Linked DNA regions of Sus scrofa: region 1 is linked to region 2. Evidence: chromatin contacts called from public Hi-C data. All regions are on one chromosome and are shown on one strand. Each heading gives the region's core, a stretch centred on a gene start, on an enhancer-like site or on the middle of the called end of the contact. The rest is flanking DNA. Distances are from core to core; before and after follow the strand shown.

Region 1 (5,657 bases), core at 1,555-4,054, 700 kb before region 2:
TATCAAGTGATTATAATGCCTTCCTCACCTCTGGCCCACTATCTTTTTCCTAATTTCCACTGAAACAATCTCCATGTCACTGAATTATGTGAAATAAGACAATGTAAAGGAGTATTTCTGAGTAAAAGGAGTATTGCTTTCTTTCAATATACTACAGTTTCAGTCATGGTTCCTGCGGTTAAATTCTGATGACTTGTGTTGAACTTGGAAAGTACCTTATTACCTAATCTTGCTAAAGTATTTATTACTTGGCAAAGTAATCCTTTATCAAGGATTATTTTGGATAAATGTATTTGTTTTGTGAGTTCTTTGGAACACTTACTTTAGATACTTTTGAATGATTTTATTTATACATTATAGTTAAGAGGCATAAACGTAATATCTGATTTATAGAAAACTCTCCATAAAAAAGTAACCATTGATATATTTGGAGTTGCTAACAGTGGCTGACATTTTTTTAGTACTTTAATGCGTATTATCTTATTTACTCCCACAAAGTAGGTATTAGTAGGCCTCCTTCATTGTTGAAAAAATTAAGACTGAGTGGTTGAGTTTCTCAAACAGGATCACATAAGAGAAAAACAACAAATTCCACATTCAACTTCAGCCTTTCTGATTTCCAAATTTGGTGACATTTTACTATACGATTTCCCTCTGAGGCAACCTACTTGTATCTTTCTGCTCACTTTTTATGTCATATTAACATTTTCATTTCCTATACCTGTGAGTTCATCAAGCCCCCAATATGCAGTCAATCTCTTTTCAGCCTAAAGGACATTGAGGTAAGGACTTGATGTATTATCACCAAGCAGGTTATTTTCTTACATGGACCCATTGCTCTAGGTACAAGACTCCAGAATTCTCTTGGCAAATACCACCTTTCTGGGTCCATGCCTTAATCCACTACCGAAGGTTCCATTTCTTCTTAACTCTAAGTCGTGTTTATTACTACCCTCTGTAAGGTATTATTTCCCATAGGGAGAGTTGTGTCTTATAAAATGCATATGTTGAAGCCCTAACCTCTAATATATCAGAGTGTGACTTTATTTAGATAGTGGTCTCTAAAGAGGTAAATGAGTTAAAATGAGGCCTTTAGGGTAGCCCTAATTCAATATGACTGATGCCCTTATAAGAAGAGGAAAGCAGGACTCCTAGAATGAATGTGTACAGAGGAAAGATCCTGTGAGGACACAGCCAGAAGATAGCCATCTGCAAGCCAAGGAGAGAGGCCTCAAAGAAACAGCCCTGCCAATGCCTTGATCTTGGACTTCTAGCCTCCAGAACTGTGGGAAAATCAATTTCTGTTGGTTAAGCCACCCTATTTGTGGCATTTTGTTATGGCAGCCATAGCAAACTGATGCCACCCTCTTGAGGAGACGATCTGAGCTCACACATATTTTCTGGATCATCCTTCCTACTGACTTTCTGCCTGTCTGCCTAGATGGATCCCATAGGCTCCCTATATCCATGCTTTCACTGTGCCTCTTTCCCCATTGACCTTATTCTGATTTACCTCCCTGATGTGAAAAACCTGCCTGTCACCTCTGGCAGCAGTTGTGGTTTTCACTGTACTGCTGTCTGTAGATGCAACGGTAGGCTTTGCCTGCCCTTTGATAGATGTTAACAGTCCCCACCCTCCTCTAGTCAAAGTGCCAGCTCCTCTGAATTTCTCCTGAATTCCAAATAAGTGCTGCTATTTTTCACCCCTAGCCTGTTCCAGTAAATGATCTCCTTGGACTGAGGTCTGCTCACTCCTACCTTCTCTTTGCCTGACCAATTCCTACCTATCCTTCAATCCTCCATTTAGAAATAACTGCCTTGAGAACTTTTCCCTGACTCTACACAACTGAGCTAGCCCTTTTGCACATGTTCTCCCATATGATCCAACACTTACATCTTATTATATTATAGTTTGGTGATTCTCCAAGGAGTGAGTTTCAGAGTCAAGCATGGACTTGTTAAAGCAAAGACTGCTGGGCTCCAACCGAGAGTTCCTGGCTCAACAGATTTGGAAGGGCCTCAACAATTTGCATTTTTAACAAGTTCCCTGGTGATACAGATGCTGCTGGGACTAAGACCACCCTTTGAGAATGACTGCTACAGATAAATAATCTGTATTTATGGTTCCTTCCATTAACCTCCCCCATTTTACCTACAATAAATTGTACACTCTTTAAGAGTAAGAATTTTTGTCTTTCAAAGAACTGTGAGCCCAGGACTTTGCACATTGCCAAAGGCATGATAGATACTTAACAAATAACTGTATAATATATAAATAAATAGAAATGGGAATTCCTTACTTGAGAGAATACTTTTTACAGTAACAGGATGCTAAAAAATGTTGTACCAAGGCTAATTTAAAATACACAAACAAGAGAATCAGTGCTCATTTAGAAATGGCTAAGGGTCTAAGCAGAATGTTATTTATACTGGTCTGGTATGCACACAAAACTCTTTTATAAGAACTTTGAGTAGGGTTATTTTGCCTCAGGGAAATGTAAAATGTATAGCTCCAAAAAAAAAAAAAAAAGTAAAATACGATGTGAAAATGAGTCATTAGGAAAGCTAGTCATTATCTAAGGAACACAGAAGGGAGCCCAAAAGCAAATACAAAACAGAGGAGCTTCCAAGACCCAGGATTCCTCCACTAGTAGAACTTCAAATTGCAAAGGCGGAAGAAACAAAGCCAAAAGTTCGACTCTGAAAACACTACGCAGAGGCAGAAACAGCTGCATTCCCTCCAGGCTCAGTCACTTTTACAAGAGTGATTTTCTTGAAGTTTTAATGTGCCCTGCAGCCCCCTAGCTTCCCTCCCAGCCTCCTTTCCTGGTCCCATCAATTCATTAAGGCATCACGCAGGGACCCAGCAGGCTGCACCTCACTGACTCAGCTGAGCTACGTAAATATTAGTGCTCTGGGACCACCGAGAAAGAGTAGCAGCGATTTGCCAGCCCCTCAGTCCTTTTTCCAATATTTTTCTTTGAGTAAAATGTCAAAACAAGCAGTTAGAAAGCTCTGTTATGCTGACTAGCTGGCTTCCCACCAATTTATGTTTCTATGGGCTCAAAAGATCAAAGCAACATCACTTCTTGAACACCTGAGAAGGGTGAAAAGGGTCACCCCAAGGGTTCGCTGACCCAGTTGAGTTTATCTTTAGCCATCCAGGAAAAGGTGGGTCCTCAGGTGGACCTCAATAACAAAAAGTCCATTCTAAAGCTGGGTGTCAATGTCTGGATATTTAATCCAGCCTTCATGCTGTTCTAAGACAGGTATCAGTTTAACCGTAACATCTTCTATCACCATTTTCCTCTTCAAAATCCTTACGCGGTACCCTCTGCCTAGAACTAGGGTAAACCATAGGTCTCAGTTCAACAAAGATATTCCTGGTTCACATTCTCATGAGGGGTATTATTAATATCACCTCTCTATGTCTCTCAAAAGTGTCTCAGTTTAGACAAAAAATGGTCACTCTAACTACAATCTTGCACAAGACTTTTTAGGATGTGGATCTACCTTTTAAGTCTAGCTTCATTTAATGCCTGTCATCAGCTATTCCTAATTAATTAGTTTCTCACTATATTCCTGTTTAATGACCATACTGCATAGCAAACACATGTTTGTTAAAGCACTGGATATCTTACTTTGTAAATGTCTCCATAATAATTTATATCCCAGTCATGGGTAATTCTCAAATATAGCAGTTATGTCTTTTTATCTTTACATTATACCTCAATGTTGAATGAGTGAATGAGTATAAAGAGTAACATAGAGGAAGTCAGAAATAGTTGGGGAGGAATGTTTACTTCTGAGTGTTCTCCAAGTCACACCTTTTAGTCCAAGTGCCCAAACCAACATGGAGCAACACATGCACCAAAGAGCTCTGTTTAGAAGAATCTTCATATGTACACCCCATTCCTACTCAGGGAAAACTCTGTGATCACCTCCTTGCATGGTCTTTGTACTTCATGATCTTACTGCCCAAGTTAGCTAACTTAACCTGATCAGGAGTTATACTAGTAGTCTGGTGGACCTGGCCTTTTCTTCCTCCTGGGCAAAAAAAAAAGAAAAGAAAAATTCCTTCTTAGTGTTAGAAAAGACTCTCTGAGCGGCCTTCCTCTCTTGCTTTCCAAGTTGGAAGGACTGCATTAGCCTTGGGCTATGAATAAACTGTTTCTTGACAGCATAATTCATGAAATCCAATTTGTGAACATACTATATGACTCTGATAGCCCCAAGACATGATATTAAATGGAGAAAAATAAAACGTCAAGAGGGAAGCTCTAAAATAGACTGGGTTAGAGGTTTTTGATTTCTCTTACAGCTTCCTTAGTTCTAAGTGTGTTCAGCAAATTCAAGCATAGAGTGAAAGCTTGGAGATGAACATGAGTATCTTGCATTTCTCAGCCTGTAGCACGTAGAGTGCCCACACCTTGTATATTTTCTGCTAGGACATGCCTCAGTGTCCAGCATCCCATTGGTCTCATTGCCTTTTGATACCAATATTTAAAACAAAGTCTGCACAAAGTCTAGAATGATTTTAATGAAGGAGACTTAGTCCCAAAGGTTAATGGGGGTCCGTTGTGTAAAGAGTAATGCCTTTCAATGGTGACAAAGTATTACTCAACAGTGTTCAAGCCACCTCATCCATCATCACTTTGAATTGTGTTTTGTTACTGATGTGAAGTTTAATACAGAGTCCACCGCAAAGCATAAGACACTTTTCCCCATGCTGACCCCAGGGGCACATGTCAGCCAACATCTGGGCGCCACAGCTATAAGGTTTTGGAGAAGCCTGAGCATATATGCCTCTTTTCAAACAGCACATGTGCTCATTTGAAGCATGCACTCTGGCACCACAGGCACCAGTCGTAGTGTGATGGGTCCTATAAAATAGTCGATCATGCATTTTACTATTTTAATCAAAGGAAGCATAGCATTGACATTTCAGTAAGTACACAAAGGAACAAAGCAGAACCTTGACGTGGAGGGAGTACTCGCACCCAAATGGAAAACTGATTAACAAAGGGCCTTTGCAAGACAAACCCAAGGCACTGTGTGTCAAGAGGAACTACAGTTGGCCAGTTGTCTTTCTAGTTTTTAGCAACTCCCCAAAAGGACAAAGATGTTCCAGCCAAAAAAGAGAGAGAGAGAGAAAAGAGAAAAACGTTAAGTGATTTTTCATAGTATTTCCCCAATAGTCTGTGTTTGACATGGACTTTTAAAAGCATTCCTTTGTTGGTTCTTTCAGTAGTAACAAACAAATGTCCTCACTTAGAAATACAAAGGCTTTCAAAATGCAAGAAAGAGGAAAGAACTACCACTGGAGGGTCGGCTGTAAGACAGCCCCTCAGGCAGACAGCTGTGAGGAGGACTGCGAAGGGTGCCACGTCATGCTGCTGCTTTCTGCTCACTAGTTCTGGACAAATTCTAAAAGGGCAGGGGGACCGCAGTGACCAGCTCTGTAATCTCTGAGGCTTGTCAGATTCATAGCTATGGGTGACTGACACCCAGCCACAACCCTTCTGAATCAATCACAGCTAACTATATGATGAATCTATCCATGATTAATGATTTTAGATGCCAGAGAAAAAGAATGTTGACCTTCTCTTTACAGATTCCTTCAAACTGCTAAAGTAATTTGCTTTCTTTATACTGGG
Region 2 (5,552 bases), core at 1,446-3,945:
TCTCATCCAAAATATAGAAATCTGTACAACTTTGCCACAATCAATATACATGAACTGTACAAATTTACACCAGTTCATAATTTACCAAATAAAAGATGACTAACAAAGTTCACAAAATAGATGGTGGTTTGTGGAAAAGACTTTTACCCAATTAAGTACAAGGAAAGTTACAAACCAGACCTCCACTTTCTAAAAATAAGAAGTTTACTCAGTCTTAGAAAACTACAAGCTAGCAAATGTACAGAGAGCTGGCTGGTGCTAACACCACAGTTGAGACAGTGTCTTTTTAAGGTCTTTTTTTAAAGCCTGTTGCCATGGCAGATTCTGGTCACTTGCTACTTTCAAGGCCAAAAACACAATACAAGGTCTGACCATTTCCCCAGGTCATGCTTACTAGTTTTGTCTTATGTACATTTATACATATTTAAGTGCTAGGTAAAAGTCTTGTTATAAAATTTCCAGTACTACCGCGTTTAAAATGTTGAGCTTTCCTATCGAGCTGCCAAAAAGGATAACAATTTAAGTGTAATAGTGCAAATTTCCTCTGCCAAGTTCTACCGCAGAGAAAGGTTCTTTGAAATATGGATTTGTGTTAAAGGGACTGATGTAAAAATTTAGGTATCATGTCCGGGAGAAAATGAAACCACCCCAGGACTTCACTCCCTAGCAAATAAGGTGATCAATTTACTTGGACTCACAGGCTATTAAGTCATTGAAAGGTACTGTCCAAACTATGGCACTGTCACTTAAAAAAATTTTTTTACCACTCTATCTTGTGCCAGATCTTCACAGCTGTGACATGGTTTAAATTCCATAATCCATCCCCAAGAGGAGCCCACCCAAAGCAAAAATCAAATTTATCCATCCATTATAAGAGGATCCATCCATAGACTATATCTTAACCTGATACAGTCATCATATTGTAGCTTTTGGAAGGGCTTGTTCTGCCCAAGAGAAGTTCCTCCTTACAGCTGATTCTGCTGTCTACCATTTGCACGTTGGTGCTGTTTTGGGTGCTACCTCCTGCTGGTGAGGCTTCGTACAGCACACAGATGGAACCATCCTCTCCAATTCTGTAGGACACTTCGTAAGGGTCAACCCAGAGAGTGAGTTCACTTGGGAGAAGCCTGAACAGCTCCTGACTGCTCAGTCCAATCCGCTGTGCTGCCTGTCCAATCAGAGGATCCATTTTATGGTTGATGCGAATACAACGGTAACCTGATCCTTTGCACGGCTTTTCTGGGAACCAGTGGTGTTTATAATGTTCTATAGAAGAAAAAAAACAGAAACAGCGCTTAGATATCGTTACTGCTGGCTCCCGCTGTAGTTTCTTTCTTCGGCTGGCTTCGTTGAGGGAAAATGCAAACTAGCAACTTTCTTTAAAAAAAAAAACAAAAAAAAAAACCCAGCATTGAATCCGCGGCTGTCCATGTAAGGCGATGGGGAATGAGCGGGCAGGGTTTGAGAAATAACAGTAGTACACCGTACAGAACAATCTCCGGGAACCAACCGGTTGAGTTGCCAAAACGGCAATCCGGCGGGCAGCCTCCGCCAGCCGGGCAGCGGGGTGGCACCGGTGGCCAGGCGGGAACCTGTTTACTTTCTCCACCCCACCCCAGCCGCACACACAATGGGGTTTATGGCTTCGAAGAGGAGCGCCACTGGACTGTTCGCCCCGAAGGGAATGGAACAAGCCATCCTAAACCACGCTCTGGGCAGGGCAGTAATTGTACCGGTGACAAATCCGATGATTAATGGACAGGGGTAGGAGGCGCGGAGAGACTGCACGTCCGGCCCGGGCTGGCTCCCTGGCAGCGGCGCGCCTTCCCATCCCGTGGCCCGGCCGTCGGGCCCGCAACGGTTAGACGGGATGGGGGGGAGGGGGCGTCGAATCCACCCTAGCCCGGCGGCTCCTTTGTCCCCCAAATGCGCGGACCGTCCGAGGACGGCGGCTCCCGCCTCGGTCGGCTTCAGTTTCTTTGTTGTGCGTCTGTTTTCCTGTCCCCTTGGTCTGCCAGCCGTGGGGGGAGGGGGCGCCCTTGGCCCACCCCCAAACCCTGTCCCGGACCCGCCGTTAGCGGCAGCCGGGCGCGCCAGTCACGGTCCCGCTGCCGGAACCGAGCGCGACCTGCCCACAGTGCCGCCAAGACTCCCGCGTCCCCGACGGCCCGGCCCAGAGATGTGCCACCGCGTCCCTCGGCGCCCCCCGCCCTGCCGCCGCCCGCTCACCTGCCAGCAGCTCCTGCAGGCTCTGGCTGAAGGTCTGCAGCTGTCGCTCGCTCGTGAGCCCCTTGGTGCGGAGAAACTTGGAGATGAAGGACACGGCGGCGGCGATCTCGCCTATCATGGTGGCGGCCCGGGTGTAGAAGGGATGCATGGGGGCGGCAGGCGGGGGCGGCCCGGGGCGGCCGGGGCTCGGCGGTGCGGCCCCGACGGCGGAGCGGCCACCCCGGGCTCCCTCACAGGTCAGTGGGCTGAGAGGGGGAGAGAGCGTGAGCGGTGGACGGCTACTTTTTTCTCCTCCCTTCTTTATAGTAAAAAGTTATTTTCGAGACAGGAGGCGGCAGGAGAAAGGAAGAGACGAGCGACGGCGGCCTGGTCACATCGCTCGGACCGCCCCGGCCGCCTCCGCCTCCAGCTCCGCAGCCTCCGAAGCTCCAAACACTTGCATTTCCAGCTCAGACGGGCAAAGAGATGCAGCGGCCGTGCGGCACTTTTTATAGCGCAGAGAAAAGGAAGTGGCGTAGCTGGAGCGTGACGGACGACTCCAGCCAATCCGGAGATCGCACCATTGTGATGCAAGCAGATTCTGAGCCGAAGGGGGCGGGAAAAGGGGCCAGGGGGCGTGCCCAGAGACCGGGAGGAGAGGGAGGAGCTGACGTAATCCGCTTGTAAACAAATAAACCCCCGAGTGGCGGCCCAGCGGGGGGGAAAACGGGATGGAGGAAACAGAGGGTGCGCGTGTGAAAGCCCCGCCCCTAGCCCTAACTCCTCCTTCCTGCTCCAACAACTCCTGGAGCTGCGCCAGCGCATCCTCTGCAAGCGTTCGCTGCCTGGGCTCGCCTCGAGGAGACAGAGCTGTGCAGATAAAAGCAGCCCCGCTCAGGCTGTCTACACGCGCGCCTGCGGCACGGATCTGGCCTCAAGGCACCTGCCGGCTCGCGTACTCGGTGTTTACAACCCGTCACCACGCTGAGTCTACGTGCCTGGCTCCACAGGAAGGAAGAGCATACAGAGCAGCGGGATGCGGGTACCCGTGCTGAGGAAGCTGGGAGTGCGGGGAAAAGTGGAGGGAACCGGCTCTCGCGGGGCATCCTGCAGCTTTCGGAACCCAGTTCTCACAAACATGCAGCCAACGCCTCGGAGCCGTTTCCCTTCCACCCTTGCGGAGGGTTGGGGCATGTCTTTGTCAAAGTTTAATTGCAAAATAAATAAAGGTTAGTAAGCCTTTTGTGGTTGCTGTTTCAGTAACTTGAGGAGTCAGAGAAAAGTGGAGACCTTACTGACCAGCTTAAAACTGATAAGAAAGGCTGCTATTGAATATAAATGTAATTATAACAAGTTTAGTAAAAGAAAAGAAACCTATATAATGCATTTTACATCTTTTTTGCACAAAACAGAAGGTTGTTTCCTTTTTTTCCTAATCCACTGAACTGTTTGAGCCTTAGAGTTCTGTTGCTCTTTATAAAAACAAGAAAATAAAGATAAAATTTGCTCAGATATTTGTTTAGTTAAGCCCTACTTGCTGAACTAGGAAAAAATAGGAAGGCGTGAACTTGCTAAAACGATTAGGCCTAAGAGAGGGTTAACCAGAACTCCATTAAGGAGGAGAAAAAAAAGATGGTGAGCCGGCCAGATGGAGAAAGCAAACAAGAGGCAGAAGTTGAACTCTACCAGATGGAAATAAATATCCTGAGCTTAGCTGGTCATCAATATTGCAAAACACACCACTTTGAGGTTTTGTTTTGTTTTGTTTTAATACTGTGCCAAAGGGTATAGAAATGAAGCAAAAGTAGAATTTGCTATAAAGCAGTAGAAGGAAAAATCTTATTGTTCACATGAAATATGTAAAACTGGGCTTGAAACAACTTTGAGGTTATTTTTTCATTCACACAAAATAATTATGTAGTTATATGTGAAATAAATACTTTAAGAAATAGTATTAAAAGCATGACTTGTGAAAGTACTTTCATTGGATAAAAGCATCAAAAATAATGGTAATATTTCCTTCTAGAACTTTTCACATAGAACTGTGCTTATAAATAAACGTGGTGGTAATTATTTCACTAAGGATGTGAAACCTCTTTTACTAATGAAAAAGGAGATAGGGAAACAGGAGTAAATCCTTAAAATTACCATAACCCTAGAACAAGATTTTCTGATATCCTTCTAAACCCCACCCACCGTTAATCATCTGCTCTATTCACTTTCCTTAATCATCAGTCATTTGAGAACTAGAATAGAAATCTGTTGACCTCCAAGCCTGGTCTCCAACTTGGACTCCCAATAATTTTGAGCTTAAATTGACTCATCTACAAAACAGAAATAATTGTTAACAAAATACTAGGATCTAAACTCAGACGCGTCTCCCAGTCCCTATTTTTCTCCACTGCTTTTTTTTCTTTCATTGACATATACTTGATGTACAAAACCATGTTAGTTTCAGGTGTACTATGTGATGATTTGACATTTGCATACATTATGAAATGTACACTACTTTTAACAGCCTTCTTTCTATGCAGAAGCTGAACCCTTTCTGAAATCTTTTTAAAATCAGTTGAATAGAGTGAACAAAGTTTAACTCACATATCCTTTTTTCCTCCCACTGTTTTTTATTATATATGTGTGTTTCACACCTGAAATCATTCCTTTAAGAGACAAGTGGATTTAAGAAATTACTCTTATCTTGGGGGATCTAGAGGGGAAAAGGCGGGGGGAGGATAAATATAGATTCTAAATGCAAGAGATAGTGCGCAATATTAATTGCTAATGGTTTTCAAATCTGGACATACATCGGTTTAGTAATATTTTTACACACTTTTAGTAGTAAGGCTCTTCTCATCCAAGAAACTAGCACATATTTCTTGACGGTTTTTAAATTTATAAAGGCACTTTCTCTTCTCATTGATATACTAAACTACAGGGTACTCCCAACTATTTACAAACCCAACCCTAGGCTCTGTGTCCTTAGGCAAGTTATTTAACCCCTCTGCATTATAATCGAAAAAATGAGGACTAAATGGAATAACTAGACACTATTTAGCACTGTCTCCAGCACTAAGTAAACATCCAAATACATACATTAGCTGACGTATATATATTATCATCAGGCAATTTGATGATTATCAAGTTAATTTTTAAAACCTAGAAAATGGGAGTTCCCGTTGTGGCGCAGTGGTTAACGAATCCGACTAGGAACCATGAGGTTGCGGGTTCGGTCCCTGCCCTTGCTCAGTGGGTTAAGGATCCGGCATTGCCGTGAGCTGTGGTGTAGGTTGCAGACACAGCTCGGATCCCGCGTTGTTGTGGCTCTGGCGTAGGCCGGTGGCTAC

Evidence for each region. A called contact is a pair of places that touch in the nucleus more often than the background predicts.
Region 1: a Hi-C map of omental adipose tissue shows a contact between it and region 2, with 4 times the contacts expected there. The contact joins the enhancer-like site here to the promoter of BTG1 in region 2. A contact is called at or near these places in 3 of 5 promoter capture datasets (fetal liver, fetal skeletal muscle and liver), 14 of 47 Hi-C or Micro-C datasets (adipocytes, alveolar macrophages, brain and 9 more) and 2 of 2 datasets of contacts at active chromatin or transcription factors (alveolar macrophages and skeletal muscle).

What each region holds. Positions count from the first base shown.
Region 1 is chr5:91,515,363-91,521,019 of Sscrofa11.1, reverse strand. All of the region lies in intron 4 of LOC102159901 (a long non-coding RNA gene), which reads right to left. Among named protein-coding and RNA genes, the nearest start is that of DCN, 160 kb to the left of the region's middle. Within about 2 kb of position 2,804, at least 10 of the 83 cell types and tissues checked have an H3K27ac peak or open chromatin away from gene starts, as enhancers often do. A contact at or near this core is called in fetal skeletal muscle and omental adipose tissue, where this site is marked.
Region 2 is chr5:90,812,337-90,817,888 of Sscrofa11.1, reverse strand. BTG1 (BTG anti-proliferation factor 1) reads right to left here and starts at 2,695. Exons shown (of 2, transcript NM_001099936.1): 1 at 2,230-2,695; 2 at 1-1,266. The coding sequence starts at 2,377. The coding sequence ends at 899. The region is part of intron 3 of LOC106510428 (a long non-coding RNA gene); the gene reads right to left.